Linked DNA regions of Sus scrofa: region 1 is linked to region 2. Evidence: chromatin contacts called from public HiChIP or PLAC-seq data. All regions are on one chromosome and are shown on one strand. Each heading gives the region's core, a stretch centred on a gene start, on an enhancer-like site or on the middle of the called end of the contact. The rest is flanking DNA. Distances are from core to core; before and after follow the strand shown.

Region 1 (3,179 bases), core at 264-2,763, 160 kb before region 2:
AATACTCTTTATACACAGAGATTTTTATGAGCATCCACATAATGGTGGCATTGCTCAAATGCCTGACAAAGTGAAAGAGTGATCTCTCTTCATCCAGTAATGAAAGTTCAACAGAGGTGAGGAAAGGAATTCTGATGCATTTTTGGACTTTGCATTTCCATGGAAACCATCAGCACCCTACCTATTGCCTGTAGAGAGATACTCAATTACAGATGTGTTTTATGGCATAGACAAATTGACTACCTCTAGTTAGTTGATCTCTTTTAACTGAAAAAAGATGGATTCACATAGTCATGCTGACTATTTGAAATTATGGCTCTCAAAAGTATGTACTTTTTTAAATAAATAGTTGTTTTGACTGTGTTGTGTGCGTGTGTGTGCATCCAGAAATGCTTTAAAAATACACTCCACATAATTTTAACCTAAGCAAATAGTTTAAGATCGCAAAGCAAAGTACAATATTACGAAAGAAAATATCATCTTTGTTGAAAAGCTAAAAGAGGCTCTTAACATAGTGTTCATCTGTCATTTGCAAACATGAGGTTACTGTGTAAATCTAGAGAAGTGGTGAGACTGTTCCTGTGTTTCTAGGAGAAAGAATTGGTGACCATTGGTGAAATTCCAAATAAAAGCCCTACAGCAAGTAGAATTCAGTGATCTCTGTCTCTTCCCCCACACTGGAAAGACTTGAGACTTATCTAAGAGAAGCATCTAAAACTGCCTTGGGTGGTTGATTCTGAGAATTAGGCCAGCCTCCTACACTGCATTACCCTAACATGATGTCCCAATGTTCAGTCTCCAAAGGGTCATCATCCAGTGTGGGACTGAGCCACTGCCCTGGCGTCTTTTTAAACATGCCTTTCATGACGCAGCAGTTCCTCTTCAGGAAGAGGATGGGGGAGAGGGTGGAATCCTGCCTGCAATGGAGACCTTGATTACAGCTATGCCTTGGTCACAGGAAGATAAAACTAAACTGCTGAAATAAGGGCTTGAGTTTATCTGTGACTCTCAAGCAACTGTGATAGTCCCGCCTGCATGGCATGGAACTCTAATGTGGCACAGCTCACTGAAACCCTCACATTTGTAAGGATTTCTTTCTTTTTACAGCTGCACCTGCAGCATATGGAAGTTCCCAGGCTAGGGGTCAAATCAGAGCTGCAGCTGCCAGCCTATGCCACAGCCACAGCAACGCCAGCCAGATCCTTAACACCAGCCAGATCCTTAACCCACAGCAAGGCCAGGGATTGAACCCACATCCTCACAGATACTATATTGACTACTTAACCCGCTGAGCCACAACAGGAACTCCCATTGTTTGTAAGGTTTTCTGAGCAATCCGATGTAACTGTGGGTTTCTCCCAATTTGCTGATGACTGTTTGCTGTAGCTGGGAGGGGACTGGTGTGTATGTGGTGGTTCTGCCTGTGTCACTTGAGGTCATTGTTCTGTCCTCTCTGGAACTGAAAATCCCACTCTTCAAACCTGCCCCTCAATTCCTGGTTGTTCATTTTTTTGGCAGCCTACGGATCCTATTGTCCTTCCATGTGTGTCTTAATCATGAGACACATGAAGCTTGTGAAATGGAATATCCACATTATATAATTTGCAATAATCAGCTCTGGGCAGATTTCTACAAAATGTATGTCCGTAACTTCCTTCAATATCCCGAGACATTTTACAAAGAATCATTGTCAGTGTTCCAGAGAGAAAGAAAAATGAGATAGTTATCTATACTATTTCTCCATTCTAGTATTGCATGTGCCTGGAAGCCAACCAGATTTCCAACAGGGTTTAAAATGTCAGCCAGAATGTACTGAATATGTACTAGAGGCTAAAGTTAAATTTCCTTTGGTTTACCTGGTCAAGCTGGGCTTGGGGTGAGTTGAAGGGAAAGGAAGGGGTCACGGGTCTAATAATATAACTCATTGTCCTCTCATATATCTTTTATTACTTTCTCCTTCAATCTGTGCCCTTCTGTGCTTTTTATTATATTCTGAGAGTTAGGCAATATTCAAATCTACCTAGTGACATCTTGTTTGAATATGTTGTAAGAAAAATTACCGTGAAAAAGAAAATTAGTCATCAAATCGCACACATTTCTCTATACCATGAAAACATATAAGTGAAGCAATTCAAACAATTTCTCTATATGCTCCCTAAATTGAACAAAGATGTGGAGTTCCCCAATGAGAATGAATTTGCTTATATCAGTCCCAGAGAGCATGACTTTGTTTGAAATTCAAACGGACAAGGATGTTTTCTGTTTGGTGAAAACCAATTTCTACTCTTAAGCTGCAAACAAAGCTGCTAAGTTCCCATGTCCTGGACCCATTTGAGTGTTCCTGGAAACACTCCAGATTCAACCCAGCATGGCAAGAAGCACGGGCTGCTGGGACATTTCTTGGGCCACATCTATGGCTGAAAGAGCTCTTCAGAGCTTTCTGCACCTGTCTCCCTGCTGATGTTGGCAGAAACAGAGCCATTACTGCTGAGGTACTAAACTTAAAAAAAAAAAAAAAAAAAAAAAAAAAAAAAAGGCTTTTGGCAATATCCAGGCTCTTCTGCCATGCTCCTTCTCTTTCTTTCCTTCCTTTTTTTTTTTTTTTTTTTTTTTTTTTTTTTTTTTTTTTTTTTTTAAGGGCTGCACCTGAAGCATATGAACGTTCCCAGGCTACACCACAGCCACAGCAATGCTGGATCCAAGCTGCATCTGCGACCTACACCACAGCTCACGGCTAGGCTAGGCCGGATTCTTAACCCACTAAGTGAAGCCAGGAATCGAACCTGCATCCTCAATGGATGCTAGTCAGATTAGTTTCTGCTGAGCCACGATAGGAACTCCCTCCTTCTTTATCTTAATGTTCAAGAGCTGCTAGTGGTCACTAGCTCAGCTCCCCTCCCTCTGCATCGTCTCCAGGATTGAAATCCTGCCATCAAGGAGTTCGTTTCCTCGGCTCGGAGTAAAGAATCACCATGATTCTGTGCTTTCTACTTCTGAGGAATTTCAGCTACCTTCTTATATACATGGCTTAATTATAGGGGCGAAGTTTATGTGATTGAGGTGCCATGACTTCACCTCATACTTTAAACATAGACAATTAGAGTTTATTGCTTGATTCATGTGAGTAAAGCTATGTAAGTTTCATGATTATAGACATGTGGACCTGGGTGGGGTACTCA
Region 2 (3,552 bases), core at 1,031-3,530:
CAACACAAAGGAGTAATTCAGTATTTTATTAATTCATTATTCTATTCACCAGATCTTAGGGAATCTGAGAAAAACAACAGAAAAAATAGAAACAATCTAAGTTACAAAAGAGAAATACATAAGGAAGAAAGTCAGTGTTGAAAATAACCTGCAAATTAAAACAGTGAGGGACCATTTTCCTGCCATGAAAGAATCTGACTTACTCATAAATGTCTGGTGGCTACACAAATTGGTATGACTCAGTAGGAAGATAGTTTGGCAATATATGTCAAGAACCTTAGAAATGTTTCATCCAGGAGTTCCTGTCGTGGTGCAGTGGTTAAGAAATCCGACTAGGAACCATGAGGTTGCAGGTTCAATCCCTGGCCTTGCTCAGTGGGTTAAGGATCCGGCGTTGCCGTGAGCTGTGGTGTAGGTCACAGACGCGGCTTGGATCCTGCGTTGTGGCTGTGGTGTAGGCCGGCAGCTGTAGCTCCGATTAGACCCCTAGCCGGGGAACCTCCATATGCCACTGGAAGTGGCTCTAGAAAAGGCAAAAAGACCAAAAAAAAAAAAAAAGAGAAAGAAACGTTTCATCCAGTAATGCCACGCATGGGATTTTGTGTGAATGAAATAATTTACAGGAAAACCACTGAAGAACCAGACACTCAAATCCCCACCCACGATGAGAGACAGGTGTATAGTTTTATATTTAGTTATCCATATTTCCGTCTCATATCCTTTTCTTCCCTGTGGCCTTTCATATGAAATCATCTACCCCAGTGTGTATGTGGTGTGTTTTGTGTTTTCCGTGATGAACACTGATTTTTTTGTATAATCAGAAGTATGGGCAAATGTTATTTCTAAAAACCTCTGATGAGTTCCCTTCGTGGCACAGTGGTTAGCGAATCCAACTAGGAACCATGGGTTTGTGGATTCGATCCCTGGCCTCGCTCAGTGGGTTAAGGATCCAGCATTGCTGTGAGCTGTGGTGTAGGCTGCAGATGCAGCTCGGATCCTGCATTGCTCTGGCTGTGGTGTAGGCCAGTGGCTACAGCTCCGGATTCGACCCCTCGCCTGGGAACCTCCATGTGCCTCAGGTGCAGCCCAAGAAATGGCAGAAAGCCAAAAAAATAAAAATCTCTGAAATTCAAAATCTCCTGCTGTCAGAGCCACAAGATAGTTCATATTGTCCAAGGTGAAGGGAGCAGAAACCAGTGGCCATTGGAAAGTTTTTGACCTTCCAACTATATACTGCTAGAAGACTTTTTTTTTTCTTTTCTCTTTTTTCTTTTTTATGGCCACACTGGTGGCATATGGAAGTTCCCTGGGCTAGGGATTGAATCCAAGGTGCAGCTGCGGCAATGCTGGATCCTTTAACCTACTGCACCAGGCTAGGAATCGAACTCGAACCTCCACAGTGACCTGAGCTGCTACTGATTTTTAACCCACTGTGCCACAGCGGGAACTCCAAGTAAGACTTTTAAACTCTTGAACCCTCTGAGTCTTTTCAGAATGTCCAGGACTGGGGTTCCTTGTGCCCAAAGCTCCTTCTCCACGACCCCCTCCCCCAAAGGCAATGCATGTTTTATGACTGACCCTTATCCATCGTCTGGAGACCTTTTCCTTCCAATTCCGATCACCTGCTGCTGGCTGTCAGCAGCCACCAAACCCCTCTCCAGACCTCACCTCTGGCAGTGTGTCCCCTCCTTCTGCCATGAGACCACCTTGTGGGGAGGGTTCCCTGGCCCAGGGAAACCCTGTGCATCATACTTCTGTTACATTTGTTCTTCCCTCTCAACTTTAGGTCCTGATGGCAGGTCTATGTAGTTCTAGTTTCCGAGGCAAAGAGTGAAAGAAGAGGGGAGTCATGAAGTGAGCCCTGTTTGGGCTCAACCAACTCAAACTGTTTTCAAGTTCTATGTCATTGAACAGTGACTGGTTCACACGCAGTCATTAACCTCTCCGCCTCTTTCCTCCCTACCCCCACCCACACGGAGAGATGGGAAAAGCAGCATCTTAGCCTGGGAGTGCATTTCTCAACAACACTTGGGGAGTCCTGTCCATTTCCTTATTCATGCTTGACTTCCCTTCAGTTCAGACCGGCCCGACACATCGAGTGAAGTCCTATGTGCTTTTCTAAACAGAATAACAAGGACAAATCCAACAAATATCTTGCAGGAAATACATCAACATGATTATAATACAGCAGGTGATTTGTCCAAGGCAGCAGACCCATCCAGGAAGCCAGGCAGGCAAACCCACTTCAAACTTATATCAACAGCAGTTAAAATGGCCCAAGTTTGACCCTTGGGTATACTCCTTCTGGTGAGCTGACAGGCCAGAATCAGGGAGTTTTGCTGCAGACTGTGTTCATGCTTAAGACTGCCTGGCTGGATACCTGAACCGGGGGAAGCAGAGGAAGATGGGGGAAAGTGTGTGTGTCTGTGTGTTCTGTGCACGAGTACGTGTGCGCCTGCACGCGCGGTGGGCTTGTAGTGCAGTGTGCATGTCATTGGTGGAGGGGTTTTGTGAGTACTTAATATTGGTGTCAGGAAGGGAATTCTGCCTCTGGAAGAGAAGAACCAAAAGACTAAAATCACATCATTTGAGCTACAGAGCTTCCTTTGACTCTCATCTGAGCCTTTATGAAATCTTGAAAAAGATGACCCCCAATTTTTATAGTGTATTAAATGATATTGGAGCCTGCTCCTCCCCACTCAAATGGAAAGGGCATTGATGAGGTTAGCTCCTTTCCCTTTTCCAAACCAGATAAAAGATTTCTAAGACTTACTGATCTGCCCCAAATCTCTTCCTCTTCTGTCTGGGGCTCCCCTATGAATCCAGACCTGTGTGTCCAGTACAGCAGTAGCTAATAGCCATGTGCAGTGCCAACTATTGACGTTTAATTACAAATAAATAACTTAGTTCCTCATCTGTACTAATGCATTTCAAATGCTTAACAGCCCTTGCTTGGTGGCCACTGTATTGGACAGTGCAAATATAGAGCATTTTCCTCATCACAGTAAACTCTGCTGGAGGCTTTGCTCAAGGTAACTTGTCCAGAGCAGTGTGAAGACGCACAGGCCATGCGTCTCTCTACCCCCTGAGGTTAGAACTGTAAGCAGCAGAACCCCTAGATCTGTTTTGTAGGCCACCCTTCTTTCTGCTTTCCACATCTTCTTGACACATGCAACTTTCACTATCATTTTATCTCCATGTTACACGAGATATGGCCTCAAGTTGCAGTGACCAAGTTCAAGTTTGGATTATGCTTGAATTAAGACCAGGAGTATTTCTCTGTGTTAGTTTACTCTTCCTCAGAAATGAAACCATCATCTGATCTTCTGTGCATGTTTGGACTCCACATTGAACCTTCAGTCACTTGGGGGAGTTCCCATTGTGGCTCAGCAGTAACAAACCTGATTAGCATCCATGAAGATGCAGATTTGATCCCTGGCCCCACTCAGTAGTTTAATGATCCAACATTGCCATGAGCCGCGGTGTAGGTCTCAGTCTTCATTTGGATCCTACATTGCTGTGGCTGTGGTGTAGGCCAGCAGCTGTAGCTCT

The links. HiChIP or PLAC-seq counts read pairs in DNA pulled down with a chosen protein or histone mark.
Region 1: an H3K27ac HiChIP or PLAC-seq map of alveolar macrophages shows a contact between it and region 2. The contact joins two enhancer-like sites. A contact is called at or near these places in 1 of 47 Hi-C or Micro-C datasets (fetal skeletal muscle) and 1 of 2 datasets of contacts at active chromatin or transcription factors (alveolar macrophages).

Annotation. Positions count from the first base shown.
Region 1 is chr8:31,750,640-31,753,818 of Sscrofa11.1, reverse strand. No RefSeq gene overlaps it. Among named protein-coding and RNA genes, the nearest start is that of NSUN7, 58 kb to the left of the region's middle. Within about 2 kb of position 1,513, at least 4 of the 83 cell types and tissues checked have an H3K27ac peak or open chromatin away from gene starts, as enhancers often do. A contact at or near this core is called in alveolar macrophages, where this site is marked.
Region 2 is chr8:31,588,394-31,591,945 of Sscrofa11.1, reverse strand. The region is part of intron 3 of RBM47 (RNA-binding protein 47); the gene reads left to right. Among named protein-coding and RNA genes, the nearest start is that of RBM47, 100 kb to the left of the region's middle. Within about 2 kb of position 2,280, at least 2 of the 83 cell types and tissues checked have an H3K27ac peak or open chromatin away from gene starts, as enhancers often do. A contact at or near this core is called in alveolar macrophages, where this site is marked.